Linked DNA regions of Mus musculus: region 2 is linked to region 1. Evidence: chromatin contacts called from public promoter capture Hi-C data. All regions are on one chromosome and are shown on one strand. The core of a region is the stretch at or near the end of the contact, and the rest is flanking DNA. Distances in the headings are between cores, read along the strand shown.

The links. Capture Hi-C pulls out chosen DNA fragments and counts their contacts.
Region 2: a promoter capture Hi-C map of liver shows a contact between it and region 1. The contact joins the promoter of Zfp459 here to the promoter of Uqcrb in region 1. A contact is called at or near these places in 1 of 39 promoter capture datasets (cranial neural crest) and 2 of 9 other capture datasets (adipose tissue and liver).

What each region holds. Positions count from the first base shown.
Region 1 is chr13:66,902,628-66,909,732 of GRCm38.p6, reverse strand. Uqcrb (ubiquinol-cytochrome c reductase binding protein) reads left to right here and starts at 4,383. Exons shown (of 4, transcript NM_026219.2): 1 at 4,383-4,440; 2 at 6,932-7,003. The coding sequence starts at 4,422. It overlaps Gm10767 (predicted gene 10767), which reads right to left and starts at 4,318. Exons shown (of 3, transcript NM_001177750.1): 1 at 4,112-4,318; 2 at 2,424-2,582; 3 at 567-1,852. The coding sequence starts at 1,788. The coding sequence ends at 1,477. It also overlaps a transcript of Mterf3 not described here.
Region 2 is chr13:67,417,828-67,424,932 of GRCm38.p6, reverse strand. Zfp459 (zinc finger protein 459) reads left to right here and starts at 3,515. Exons shown (of 4, transcript NM_177811.4): 1 at 3,515-3,591. Gm33787 (a long non-coding RNA gene) reads right to left here and starts at 3,490. Exons shown (of 2, transcript XR_382593.2): 1 at 3,434-3,490; 2 at 452-1,381.

The DNA of each region.
Region 1 (7,105 bases), core at 3,134-5,633:
TAGCCAAGAGTTACTCACACAGGGGGACCCCAGTTTAATCCTCAGCACCCATGTAATAACTGAGGGCTTCAATGCACATGTAATCCCAATGCTGGGGGGATGGAAAAAAAAAGGATCCATTGGGCTTGCTGGCCAGTCAATCTTGCCCAAATTGATGACCTCTAAATTCACTGAGATCCTTTTTCAAAAGCTAATGTGAAGAGTGGTTGAAGAAGACATTGAGCTTAGACCTTTGGCATCCACATGCCTACACACATACATGTATACATACATGCACACATTGACAAACTTAACACATACAGGGGCACACCAAGAATAGGTTAGTTGTGCTACTGTCATGGACAATCCTAAAATTTTAAGCAATTTTAAACCATAAAGGTTTGTTTCTTGATGATGTCTATCTTGCGAGTAAAAGTGGTTTAAGGGTACAGAGTGATGCATCCTAGACACTGTTATTATGACTTGGGTGTTGGCAGTCTACTAAAGGGAAAAGAAATTTTTTTTAAGTTGCCTACATTTTAATGCAATTTATTCATTCTTTCACAACTTGGTACACACATAATATACTAAGGACTTTAAATTTTTTTATTTGAATAAATCTGTTATGAAAATATTTCAAGAATGATTGTTCTGAAGCAAGTGACAGCCTTACTATAGCTGTAAGAGGAAGCATCAAAGGTAAGCATTTGAAAATGAAAATAATCTCATAAAAATCAATACATAATACCAAACCAATCAAAATGCAACAATATTTACATGAGTATTGTGTTACAGCGTACATCCATGTCTTCCTTGTTGTAAGTTTACAAAAACCTTGGGATATACAAAATGTTGAGTGCTACCATCCCACCCTCTACCGCCTCAGGAGGCTGCACAGAAAATGAGTCCTTCCACATAGAACCAAAGCAGTTCTGGAGCTGACTCACTTATAAACCACAAGACACCATGATCACATACAAACACAGAAGCGACATACCTGTTTTACCTTTCAACTGAACTGCTGTTCAATTACTGTAAGTAATTATGGGTGTGTTTTCACAGACTGACAGTCCTAGCCTCTGAAACACTTCAGAGGCGAGCACATGTGAGCATGCTATTCTTTCATACAGCAAAAGCCAGCATTTTAATTAAAAATTTTTATTTCTGTGATACAGAATCCCTAGAGTCCAAATAAGGAAAACTCAAAACACTACCAAATCATAGAACAAAACAGTATGTAAGATAAGTCAAATAATCCTCACTCAGTAAATTTATTCCCATCAATCATCAGGTTTATAATAAGATTACTTTTTTCCAAGTCTCAAGTTCTAATCAATTAATAACCCATTCTTTAAAATAGAATGAAAAACTATGACCAACAGAAGACACACAAGCATTTAGCACGTTGTCAAAATAAAAGGTCTTTGTTAAAAGCTGCTGACATTTCTGTCAGTAGTAACCATATGGAGGCCGCTGGTTGTGGCCATACTGTGTGTACTATTGTTGATAGTAGGGCTCTGGTCTCTGCTGTGGGTAGTTGTTGTTACCCCATGTCCATCCATGCCACTGATTTGACCGGTTGTCAGTTGGCCATCCTTGTCTGTTATCCCTACCTCTAAATTGTCTGTTGTCTTGCAGCCAGTTGCCTCTATTTCTTTGGTTACCACCAGCTCTGCTATTCCATTCCTCAACAATTGGAGGGGACTCAGGAGGGCGTTTCAAGTATTCCTGGTATTCTTTGCCATCTTTCGTGAATCTGCTTGCAAACATGTCTTCAAAATTTGGAATTACTTCAGAAGTATCACTCATCTTGAAGTTCTGTACAATTTTTAAGATCCTTCTCGGGATGCGCTGGAGACCTCAGCAGTCTACACTGCACCCCGGGGAAAAGAAATCTAAAAGATTTATCTTTAAAATTTTTTTGCAGGCGTGTGTGAGGGGTGTGCCAATGCATCACATGTATATGTCAAAAATTTAAAGAATCAAAGTGTAATTTCTATGCCAGGAGGAAAGAAAGAAAACCTTTTAAAAAATATTTTTAGGATTTGTTTTAGTAATTTGTGTGTATATGTGAATGTTCACACATGCATACGGGTACCCACAAGACCAGAAGAGGGCATCAGATCTCTTAGAGCTGAAGTTATAGGTGGTGATGCAACTTGGAACTGAACTGAGGTCCTCTGGAAGGGCATCAAGTTGTTTGTAACCACTGAGCCACTACCCCAACCCCCTAAAACGTTTCAAACCAACATTAACAAGCATGAGCAAACACTAAGCCCTAGGCTTACTGCACATAAGACTGGATTTTGTGACTGTTATTCATGTATGTATGTATGTATATATATATATATATATATATATATATGTATGTATGTATGTATGTATGTATGTATGTATGTATGTATGTATATGTATATGTATATATATGATACTTTTTGACATACCTTGACATATGATCTTCTTCTTTAGCATCTTTCACCCTGGCGCTGAAACTTCTCAGGGTGAAGTTTAATGAATCCCCTTTACAATGTGCCAGTGTACAAATGTATATATTTACTCCTATCCTTCAGACTTCATGGTGGCCACTGCATATAGTCCGAGAGCTGCATCAGAAACAGAAGAAAAGGGAAGAAGGCAACGGAACTAGAACTTCTGACTAAAATCATTACATAACATTTTGGATTCATAATGAGACAGTTCTATGCTGTCCTGGGTCTCAGCTTAAGTCTGAAAGACAGCATGGTAAGACCACTATTGAGCTTTAATAAAGTACACTGTTTATATTTGAGCTATGTATCAGCAACTAATTTTGTATTGGATTCAGAACACTGGCTTTATTACTGAATAATTTTGTCTACATTTCTGTTTTTTTTTTGTTTGTTTTTTTTGTTTTGTTTTTTTTTTTTTGAGACAGGGTTTTTCTGTATAGCCCTGCTGGCTGTCCTGGAACTCACTTTGTAAACCAGGCTGGCCTCGAACTCAGAAATCTGCCTGCCTCTGGCTCCCAAGTGCTGGGATTAAAGGCGTGCACCACCACTGCCCAGCTCATTTCTGTATTTTTGACATTAAATCCAGTCCAAAATTCAGAAAAGATAGTTGATGTCAATGAGAGGGAAACCAAGAAATAATAAATAGTATCTACCTCAAAAAAAAAAAAAAAAAAGACCACTATCGAGTCATAGTAAAACTCAACAGTAACTCCACTTTCTGTCCTTAGTTTTTTATTTTAGACTCTACCTGTTGGGGTTGAGATCTTGAAAGCACAGTCTATAGTCTTTCTGCTTGCTCCATTTTTAATACTATATGCAAATTCTAAATATATCTTAGGGGTTTTGTTGTTGTTGTTTTGTTTTAGGTAAGGTCTTGCAGACTGATGCCAGATTCACTATGTAGACAACTGTAGTCTTGAACTTGCAGGGATCCTCCTGCCTCAGACTACTGAATTCTTGGATCTTGCATGTGCCATTTACTCCTACCTTAAAGTTAATATTTTTAAAGCTTATCCAACCTAACTTTCTACTAAAATTGTTTGATAGGGATTTTTAGGTGGGGAAAGTGAAGCCTAGAAGCTGAAAGTTATCTGGGATTGGTTGTGCAGCATATGATCCTAGAAATAAGGAAGCCCGAATTTGAAACTGGATTTCTCAATTCTAGTTAACAAACAAACAAACAAACCTGGACTCTACCCAATTTCAATGCCCTTGGATAACTTATTGAACTTTTCTGAGGCTCAGCTTCCTTCTCTCTTCAATACTGATAGCACCAGTAATTACACTGATGATTTAGAATTAAATGAGAATATAGCCACACTTCTGAACCCAAAGATTGCAGACCTATAGATTGAGTCTACCACAGATCGGGAAGGGGTATATCTGTGTTAACTATAAATGTTCATTATACCTGTGTTACTTCCAAAATAGTGCAGTATAACAGTTATTTGTGTGGTGCTTACTTTATATTCTGTATTAAAGTAATCCTGAGGTGATTTAAAGAATGCAATAGTGTATACATTATATTAAAACACCGCACCATTTGACATAAAGAATTTGAGCATCAAGCGTCCTCTAGCGTCCTAGCATCCCCTCCATGCATTTTGAGATGCGGTTTGCCTGAAAATCATTTACTACATTACCTGTCTCCAAGACTCCATTTATTCCGCAAAGGTTCTTTCCTATAACAGAGCATTGAATAACACTGTCTCCTAATTTCGCAGTACTTTCCCCATTGTGTCGCGAAGAATGTTTTTTGTAACAAGGCACACAAAAAGATCAGCCTAATGTGTGGAGTCCATTCAGGTAGGAAAGAGTAAATGCCTTCTGCTGGCGGTCAGAGCAGCGCCTGCCCCTCCCTTCCCCTTCCTAAAGTATCCAGGACGCCTGCGTAGGAGCCCGGCGTGTCCTCTAGGACTTACCCAGAAGGCAGCGCTTCACTCTCAGGTCAAAATGGCGGGCCGATCTGCTGGTGAGTAATTACTCCTCCTTTGTGGGTATCGTGGAGCGGTTGTATTTTCTCACGAACTTGTTCTCCTTTTGCGTTAGCTAAATAGCTAGTTTGTGATAAGAGACGTGGCGACCCAGCAGCTCAAAGGACAGGTTTCGCTGAGCCAGGTCGGGCCTGCCTGAGGGTTAGAACAGGGACCTCTGCCGGAAGGAGCCCAGCGGGGCTGACCGGGTTCGGCCTCCTTCCCCTCCGCCTTGGGACAGCTTAGGGAGGTGAGGAGGTCAGCAGACGACAGCCACAGCGAGTAGTGGGGAGCATTTGGAGTCAGGCGCAGGCCACTTCAGTGACAGTGATCGGAGCAAACAGCGCCCGAGCCCGCATGACGCTCCTAAGACTTGTCAGAAGAATTAAAAGGAAGTAAGATAGGGTTATAGTGAGGTTTCAGGTTAACCTTGGCATATCTGGACGGTGAGCTGGGGCTGCAGGGCTGTAAGGACTTTTGTTTAATGTAGGCACTAGAACAAATTTGAGATAGAGTGCCAGAATGTTTTCACATCAAATATTACTCACCCTCTCCCCTCCTATTTTTTTTTAAAGCTTAATCTTTGCCCACTGATGGTATACGTTGGAATAGTCTTTAAAAACAATACTGATAACCTTCTCACAGTCCCTGGAAATTCTGAAGGCATTAATTTTACCCATTTGACACAATTTTAGGAAAAGTATTCTGTTTTGTTGAGTTTAATACTTACGTAAGCCAGCTTCCTTTTCTGCAACAGGCTTTTGATCTATAATGTGGCAAACAGAGTAGTGCCTGACACATTTGTTAAGTAAATATTAATCGATATTATAATCACTGCTGTGTTAACAATTTAGTTCTTATGCTTTTTTTTAATATTTTTATTTTTTGAGCCAGGGTAGCCCAAGTTAGCTGTGTATTGAAGAATGACCTTGAACCTCTGATTCTTTTTTCCTCCACCCTAAAAATGCTGGAATTGCAGGAATGAATCACTATGCATGTTTTATGTAGTGCTGGAGTTGGAGCCCAGGGCTTTGTGGTGTATGTTAGGCAAGCAATATACCAACTGAGCATTAGCCCTTGACAATTTAAATTTCTCTTAGAAACAATTTTATGCATGACTTCTAATTTAAAGGTTGGAGGAAGCCATGTAGTAATCTGTACTGAGGATTAGGAAATTAGAAGGAGATAATAAGAAGGGAGCCTCTTTTTCCTTCTATGGTAAGAAAGTAGCCTTAACGCTTAGGGACTGAGAATATAGCTCAGTTGGTAAAAAGTTTGCCTTGCAATGTAAATACTGGCCTGATTTCGGTTCTCAGAACCCATTTTGTTTGTTGAGCTTTTTCTTTTTAAATAAACTGAGTTCCATTATATGAGACACGTCTCAGTAGCCCTAATCCATGCTTTTAATCCTAGAGCTGGAGACAAGGAAACAAGTGATCTTGGGGTTCACTGGCCTTTTAGCCTAATGTACTTGGCACTTCCAAGCCAGTGAGAGATGCCATCTCAAAAATGAAAAGGATGACAACGTCCTCTGGCAGTCACATGTTCCCTCCCCTACCCCTCACATTTTAAAAAGAAAGGTTAAGCTTGCTCTATCTTCTTTCTTGTACCACGTCTGGTCAACATCAGGCACTCTCCTGCTTCCTTGCCTCTTCTCCTTTACCTCTCTCAGGCTCAGTCTTCTTCCCCAAATGGTTTAAGTTTGTTTTTGAATAGAGTTTTTTGCATGCTAGGCACGAACTCTAAGGCTGAACCATATTCCCAGCCCCTATTTTAGTTTTTGTATCTCTGTTTGTTTGTTTGTTTGTTTGTTTGTTTACACAAGGCTTGGTATTCACAGTCTCAACTTCCTGCATGCTGAGATTACAGGCATGCTTTGTTACATTAAGAGATTTAAATTTAACATTGAATGTTTCTTCTTATCCATGTTCAAATACTATTATTCCCTTGACGAACAGTTTGCTGTTTGAGAAAAGGAAAATAGGCTTCTTTTACTAATATATTGGTATTTAAATTAGCTGATAGTATGAAAGTTTTTCTAGAAATAATTATAAATTATATTTTATGTAAAATTATAATTTTAAGGATGATAGCCAAATAAGACAATGTAAACTAAAAGTTTTGGAGACTAGAGGCCTGCCACTTAACCTGAAATCTTATAGCTCCACCTCCTTGGAAAAGAAAAAGTTATTTCCGCAGCTACAAAAGACAGAAGTGCTTCAGATCCTTTCCTGTCTCTGGTCCTTCAGTTCTTATGGTAGCAGGAGAAGGGTGTTGGACTCTGAGAACCCAAAGTGGCAGGAAGTATACCTGTGGCTATTAGGCACCTTTAGTTTTGAGTTTACCATTTGTTCCCACAGTGTCATGAGTGAAATGATTATCTACATTGTATACAAGGGGATTCTTAGGTTTATAAGATAACTGGTTCTTTACCAATTGGTCTATTGCTTTGTAAGTATATTGTAGCAACTAACATTGTGGTAATTATAGTTTCAGCATCAAGCAAGTGGCTGGATGGTTTTCGAAAGTGGTATTATAATGCTGCAGGATTCAATAAACTGGGTGAGTATCCATTCTGTGGTCCTCCTTCTCTTGTTCTCCCTGAATTCAGTACTTTTAAAGAATTCCTATAGTTCAAAAGAGATCATTTGTTTTTGTGTGTAT
Region 2 (7,105 bases), core at 2,266-4,765, 520 kb before region 1:
CTATCTCATTGCGTGCCCTAACTCTGTGTACCCACTATGTTATTTTTTAAAAAGCTTTATTTTATGTATGGAAGTACACTTTGCTCTCTTCAGACACACCAGAAGAGGGCATTAGATCCCATTACAGATGGTTGTGAGGTACCATGTGGTTGCTGGAAATTGAACTCAGGATCTCTGAAAGAACAGTCAGTGCTCTTAACCGCTGAGCCATCTCTCCAGCCCTAATTATTTTCGAAATGTTAATTACCTGTTAATGTCCATGAGCACAAATGCTAAGAATATGAGCAGATAACAGTAAAGACACATCTTTGATGTAATATCCCACCACTTTATAAACCAGTGTGTTTGAAATGTACCTTGATTAATAAATTTCTTTCTTCTGTGACTGTCAGTGTACCATCAAACTGTTACCATGCTGTTACATGGTTGTTCTGTGACCTGAATCTAAGTACTGGGCCATAGTATAGTTACTGTTGTCTTCCTGGTGGCATCACTCAAGCTTCTCTAATCACGTATCTGCCGAGTATGTAAGTTACTTATATTTCTCACCGAGTTGGACTTTGAAATCGTCGGCATTGGTGCCAGTCTGAGGTGAATGGGAATTAGTGGTTGTCTCCCCTGGAAACACTGACAGAACACATTGTCAGTCATGTTTGGTTCCAGTATATAGAATCTCTAATTCGGTTTAATTCAGAAAGTATTGTTTCTGTGTGTGTGTGTCTGTGTGTGTGTGTGTGTGTGTGTGTGTGTGTGTGTGTGTGTGTGTGTGTACTCTGACAACCTTAAGTCTCTTAGTGGCTTCACTTATACACCAAATGGTTTCCTCAGAAATTTAATTCATTGATTACACAGCTTTTCAAAATACATTTACTTCTAAAGTCTTCCTTGACTACTTAAGAATATTGAGAGAGGAACAAAGCAAGCAAACAACAATTTTTTGAGAACTGAAAATTAACACGCTGAAATTAGTTTTCTTTAAACTGAGTATCTTCTTCGCTAAGATGGAGTTGTAAAGCCTTGCAGTTACAGACATACCAGAAAGGACGGTTCTATTTGAATGGAATTCTGTTTCAGTTTGGCATAAGGTTAATAGAGGAGAAATTATTTCCTATACATGTTATATCAACCTTGGCTTTCTACAAAGGTTTAATTTCTCTGACCCTCTGCATTTCTTTGATATTTGGCATAAGATCACCATCTGTTTTTCTTTGGTTCTTAAAATATTGTGCAGCCTCTTGCTTAAGCAAAGGTGGTCCATCAAACGAGTTCTGGGCTGACAATTCTGTTCATGAAGGCAGGCACTTCACAGAGCTAAAATGCTTTCCTCTGTGTCTCTGTCATGAACCTTTGTTTCAGTACAATTCCTATCTTCACCACAATTCTGTAAAGAGCAGAACAACATCAGGATTCTTAAAACTGCCTACTTTTGCCTTCAGAATGGTACCAAGGCTTGCCATTAACTGTATGATTAGAGTCTATTCCTATTTATACAAGTCCCTTGTTTCTAAAGCAGAACATAAAAACCTAGCAGTTCAATTACAGTTTGTCAGCTTCTATGATTTCCCTAAGTTTCACTTCTTTAATATTTTTTGTCAAATTCTCTGACTCAAACTTCCTAACAATACTCATTAGTGATCTAAATGTGTGTGTGAATAATACATTCTTAAGAAAGACTCAATTTTCTGCATAACTGTTCTTTCCTAGGGAGTGACCACTAATTTCCTTCTTGTTTACACCAGCTTTTTATTATCGCAGCTCTAGCCTTTGGAGAGAGACCCTTTAACAGTGAGAAATATAAGAATAGCAAAAGGTGTTAAGCAAATTTCCATCGAGGGCAGTGGGGGGGTCTTCCGGCTTGACCAAGCACTGCACTTTGTCAACCATCTCCTTCAGCACACTTGGCATCACCATGGAACCATGTATGCTATCATGGGTGTAAAATAATAAACATTCTTACTCAGCTATGAACCTTGGAGTATAGTAAGGAAGATGAGCCTCCTGTTGCAATGGTGGCCTGATATTATTGGAGTAACCAGTCATCTTCTAATTGTATTTAAAGAGCATCCCACAGGCTGTATCTAATAACAGGTGGTGATGATGTGCAGGATAGGGCATAGTCTCCGGAATAGCTCCGGGGCCTCTCAGCAGGTAGCAGTATCTTGAAGAGGAACAGAGACACTGGCTGAACAATAGAGTGATCTAGGGAGGAAGGCTCCACCCTAGGTAATCTCCCTAGTGGCAGCAAGGTCAAGTTCTGGCTCAGCCAGCTTCAGGCTGAGGGAAGGTTATAGTTTTCTACCCAGAGATCCAGGCACCTCTCAAAATCTGTCAGAAAATATGAATTGTGTGGTAGATGGAGAATAACACACAAGCTCACATTTCCTGAAAGTGCAAGGAATATACCCTGTGGATGCACTGACCTAAGTGGGACACCGACATCACACCCCTAGTGCCAAACCTCAAGGATCCATGAGGGAGAAGTGATAGCCACAAGATAGTCAGAGCCAGGTATAGTGATGTCTACAGTGAAACAGCATTGGCCAGATATGTCACTGCCATTGCCTGCATGAACCCACTGTGGTTAATAAGTATGTGGACATCTGTAGAAGCTAAAACCAATCATAAAGCATGCATGGATGAGTGAGAGCCTTGTTATAACACACCCTGACTGGAGCAGCTATTGGCTATTGATCGCTTCTGTGCCTTTGTAAGTCTGCTGCTTTGCAATAAAGTTGAGCCTGGATCAGAACTTTTGTTTTGGCGGTTCCCAGACTCTCATTCAAGGTACCTACTTTGACTGATAGTCGGACTACACCAAACTGCTTTACCACGTATCTGTCTAAGTTTTGTTTTGTATTTACGTTTTCCTCTTATTTAGAAAGAAGGTGTACTTAAATTGTCCATTACAGCCTTGGATCCATTTGTCAGTAACCTCTGAGAAGCTAGGAGCGTAATCAGGCACACCAAGGCTGAGTTGAAAATCCCTTTTTAAAAGATAATTTTCATCTCTACATCAGCGTAGTGCTTCATTATTTTTTTAAAGTACAACTGAGTCAACATGATGTTTTTCCGGGGGTAGTAAGATTAAAATCAGAACACGTGGACCAGAAAGGACTTGTAAGCCTAATATTTCTGTGAAAGGCTCTACTCACATCCATACACCTCTTGTTGTGGCTGTGGAGTTGAAAACTGTAAAGAACACATGGCCTCAGAAGGCATTCTTCCCGATGCTGTAAACTGCACCGCGAGTGCAGCCTCTGTGCAGGCGGGCAGGGGCAGCTTACAGCATCGGGGAAAATGCCTTCTGAGGCCATGTATTCTTTACAAAAACCATCCTGACTCCCCGTGGTTGTCATAGGAACTCTGCATTTTCCTTCCACACTCTACTGCAGGTTTCCAAGAAGAAATCCAGGAACAGTAGAAGTTGCCCTACCTGGACTCCAGGAAGTTCTTCTCGCAATCCAGTACCCACGTGACTCCGACGTCACAAGCAAATCCCACCCGGCTTTTGGTCAACACTCGTCAATCTTCCCGAAAGTTGGACTGGAGTCCTGTGATGCTGAAGATTCCTGTAGCATCTCTGACTTAGAGGTTGGTCGGGGGAGCAGCGTAGCTTGGGGAGCTGGGTTCCGTCTCAGAGGGAGCGGACCTAGGCTAGGTGGGAGGGCGGAAGAAGCTGCATGGACTTGCCGCGCTGAACGGGCTGGGACAGGTGAGGTTGCAGGGCAGGGTAGGGGACTGGGTGTTTGGGATTGTGAAGGATTCTTTGGAACACTGCGTGCAGCCCGAGTCTACACCGGAGCAGGTAGGTAGCGGGGGAGTGGATAATAGTGCAAGTGCAAGAATTGCAAGCTAATAGTGGTAAGCTGACTACCTGCTCCTGTAATACCTGCTCTGCTGGGAAGCACACTAACCTGGTGCCCCATTCTCACCTGGCTGCTGTGAGATTCCTCAGTAAATGGGTTTTCTGGTTCCTCCGGCACTCCGTAGCCGGCCTATTGTAATGGTTTTGATTATATTCATTTTCTCTGCCATTTAAAGAATTAAGAATGATTTAAATACATATATATGATTTGCAACCGGTGGCATGTTGGGAAATTCTGTAACACAGAAGGGAGATCTGCCAGAAGGACCCGCTATAGAGAAGCTTTGACTAGGGCTGAGACAGCACACATAGTCAACACATGGAGGGAAAGACTACAAAGCAGAGTGCCAACCAGGGAGGCTGAAGCCTGTTTCACCTTGCGGGCTGCTTTTCTCAAACCTTTGAAAAGTCCCCCATCCCTAATTTAGGGTTGAGTAATTTGGGGGTGGTGGTGGTGGTAAGACAGGATGTTTGGTTAGCCCACAATGCTTGCCTCACCACGTCTTCATCTGGGCTAAATTGTTGAGCTAGTCCATGATCAGGGGGAAAATCTCACGTGGCCTTGTTTTAGGGGGCCAGGCTTTTGTGTCAGGTCAGCAGGGTGAGGAAGAGCTCACAGACCTGTGTGTATTCACGTGATTTAGAGAAAACAGGCCTGTGATCAAAAGAAGCTTGAGCCTTCTGTGAGGCACATTCCTGTTATCTCTGCATTTGTGAGGGGGAGGGGCAGGACCCTCTGGACATCCCCTGCTTGATAGCAAATTCAAGGCCAATGTAAGCTGCCTCAATCTGTGTCAGAAAACATTTAATCATGCTTGATGGACGTGAGAAATACTCTCTATGATTCATTCCATGTCTTCCAGTGAGAGCCGTGGAAAACCCCTGCAATCAACACTTTGGTGTCTTACAAAGTACACATGCTTCCCTTCTGCCGACCCAATCCATGTGGGATTCAAACTTTGTTTTCACTAACATGCTCTTGTTAAAGATGGTACATTTGGGTGATTAGTTGTTTGGATTTACTGTGTGAGGAAGGACTCTCCTCTTTCCCTTGCTTGAATATTCTGCCTATTTGCAGTGAATGTCCACTCTTTTTGGATAGTTAGTTTTAGATTCTGCCATGACCTGAGAATGCTTCCTTCTGGTCTTGCTTGAATTCTTCCAGTTGGCTCCTTCCATATCTAGGCAGAGACTCCATCATTTCCCCATCACCTTTCTGAAGTTCTTGACTGATGCAGGCTACTGTGGTTTAGTCCATGTGTCTTTTTCTGCATCTTCATCTGGGATACCTTCCTGTGTCCCTTTCCCAGAGGCTTAGCTGCTTATAGAGGCTTCTTACAGTTAGCTGAAACAAACCCATGTCCTCCACGGCCCCTCACACAGGTACTGCCGTCTGCAACCAGTAAAGCAAACTACTAGTGTGGGATGCCGTCCTCTTGCACAGGTTTACGTCCAGGTCCCCTTGGTGTGTAGTTATCCCTCTGTCCTCCCAGGCTTCCTAATGTTAGTATGAGGGAACGAGTTTCTTGTCTTTACAACTCATGCATGAACCTTGCTGTATTAGACAAGTCATGTCTGGAAACTTCTGAGGGGAGCTGTGGTGGGTGATGACAGTCAGATCCTGCTAACGTGTGTGATTATATCAGAGGCCGTGAAGAGAAAGTACAAAGGATTGGAACAGGAGCCAAACACATCTGCACACCTGAGGAGTGCAGATTCTTATTACATTGCCATTTTGTTATTAAAGTATTTTTCATAGTGTCCTCCATAGTCATTATCCTATGTAGTATCCTATGTAGTAACTATGTGAAAGGAGTCTGGTCCCATGCCAATTTTTTCTAAGTCTCCTTTCTATTGTTCTCCTCTTTCCATAATCTATGTAAAAATAAGTCAGATGGATCAGGGTGCGAGTCCCCACGCTTTACTGAATACACTCCATGTACTGGTGCTTTCAGACTCAGAAAAATACATGGGCTTTTTCAAATCCACAGATTCATCTAGACATCTAATGTACACAGCCTAGCATGATATATTTATTTTTAAATTAAAATTACACAATTCATGTTTCCAAAGCAGATTCTGTATATTGCGGTCTCCCATATTTTTTTTCATGGTTTATTCATTTCTCAGTCATAAAGTTGCAAAATGTATTTCTTGAAGCAAAAATTAATGATTGTTTCATACCACTCGTATGTGAATTAAGCCTTGGGGCAAAGGTCCTGGAGGTGCTGCTTTGTGATGTGTGTGCTGTGCATTTTAAGCACTATGGTGTTTAATGTACATAGACTGGGTTTGAATGGAGAGTCAGTATTGTTTGGAACCTGATCAAGAATCCAATCCTCTCTTTGAATCTCACTTTGACTTCCCACCAATATCCTGCTAGTCTTTACTTTTGTGTGACTTCTCTGAAAAGATATCCGTGAGAGACACTGACAGGAGACGCAAGAGTTTATAACACATCTACTCTGTTCATTCTTTTACTTCTAGGGTTGCTTCTGGGACCAGTCTCCATACAAGTGGAGTATAGATATTTACCTCCCAAGAATAAGAATAAGTAGTAGTTTTGATGAATAACAATTTGCCTCTCTCTGGAACAGACATTATTTGCATTTCCTCCTGTTTGAAAATGAACTTTACAAGTCAAAAATTTCTCTTTAATGATTCTCATTAATTGTATTGGCTAAAATCCCTACTAAGTTCAAAGACCTACCACCCATCACCCACAGAATCCCCAGCACATTGGCCTTAGGACAACAGACACTTCCCTGTGTTCCCCATGCACAATAGTGGTGGCCTGTGTGAAGTGACATAGGGAGGCATCCTTGCAGTTAATTCTCAATACTGTTTCCCTCCTTCCTGGGGACTTGCCCTTCTCCATGCTGATCATTTTTCCATCTTCTTTGTGATCCCCTAGTTCAGCAGACTCACCTTTCTTAATGCTGTGACCTATTAATCCTCTTCTCGTGGCAATCCCCATCAAAATGTCTTTCATTAATTTTGCTACTGTTATCGTAATGTAAATAAATATTTTTGAGACAGGTTTACCAAAGGGGTTGTCACAGGTTGGGTACCACTGACCTAAGATGAAACAAAGTAGGGTCTGTCCCCCACCTAACCGACTACCCTTCTGCTTGCTTATAAAGTCAGGAAGCTGCTGTGTTTAACTAGCTACGAAGAAGCTTTCAAGACAGTTGAATTTCTTTTCCCTTGAGAACTTGCTGGGTCTCCGTTCACCAGATT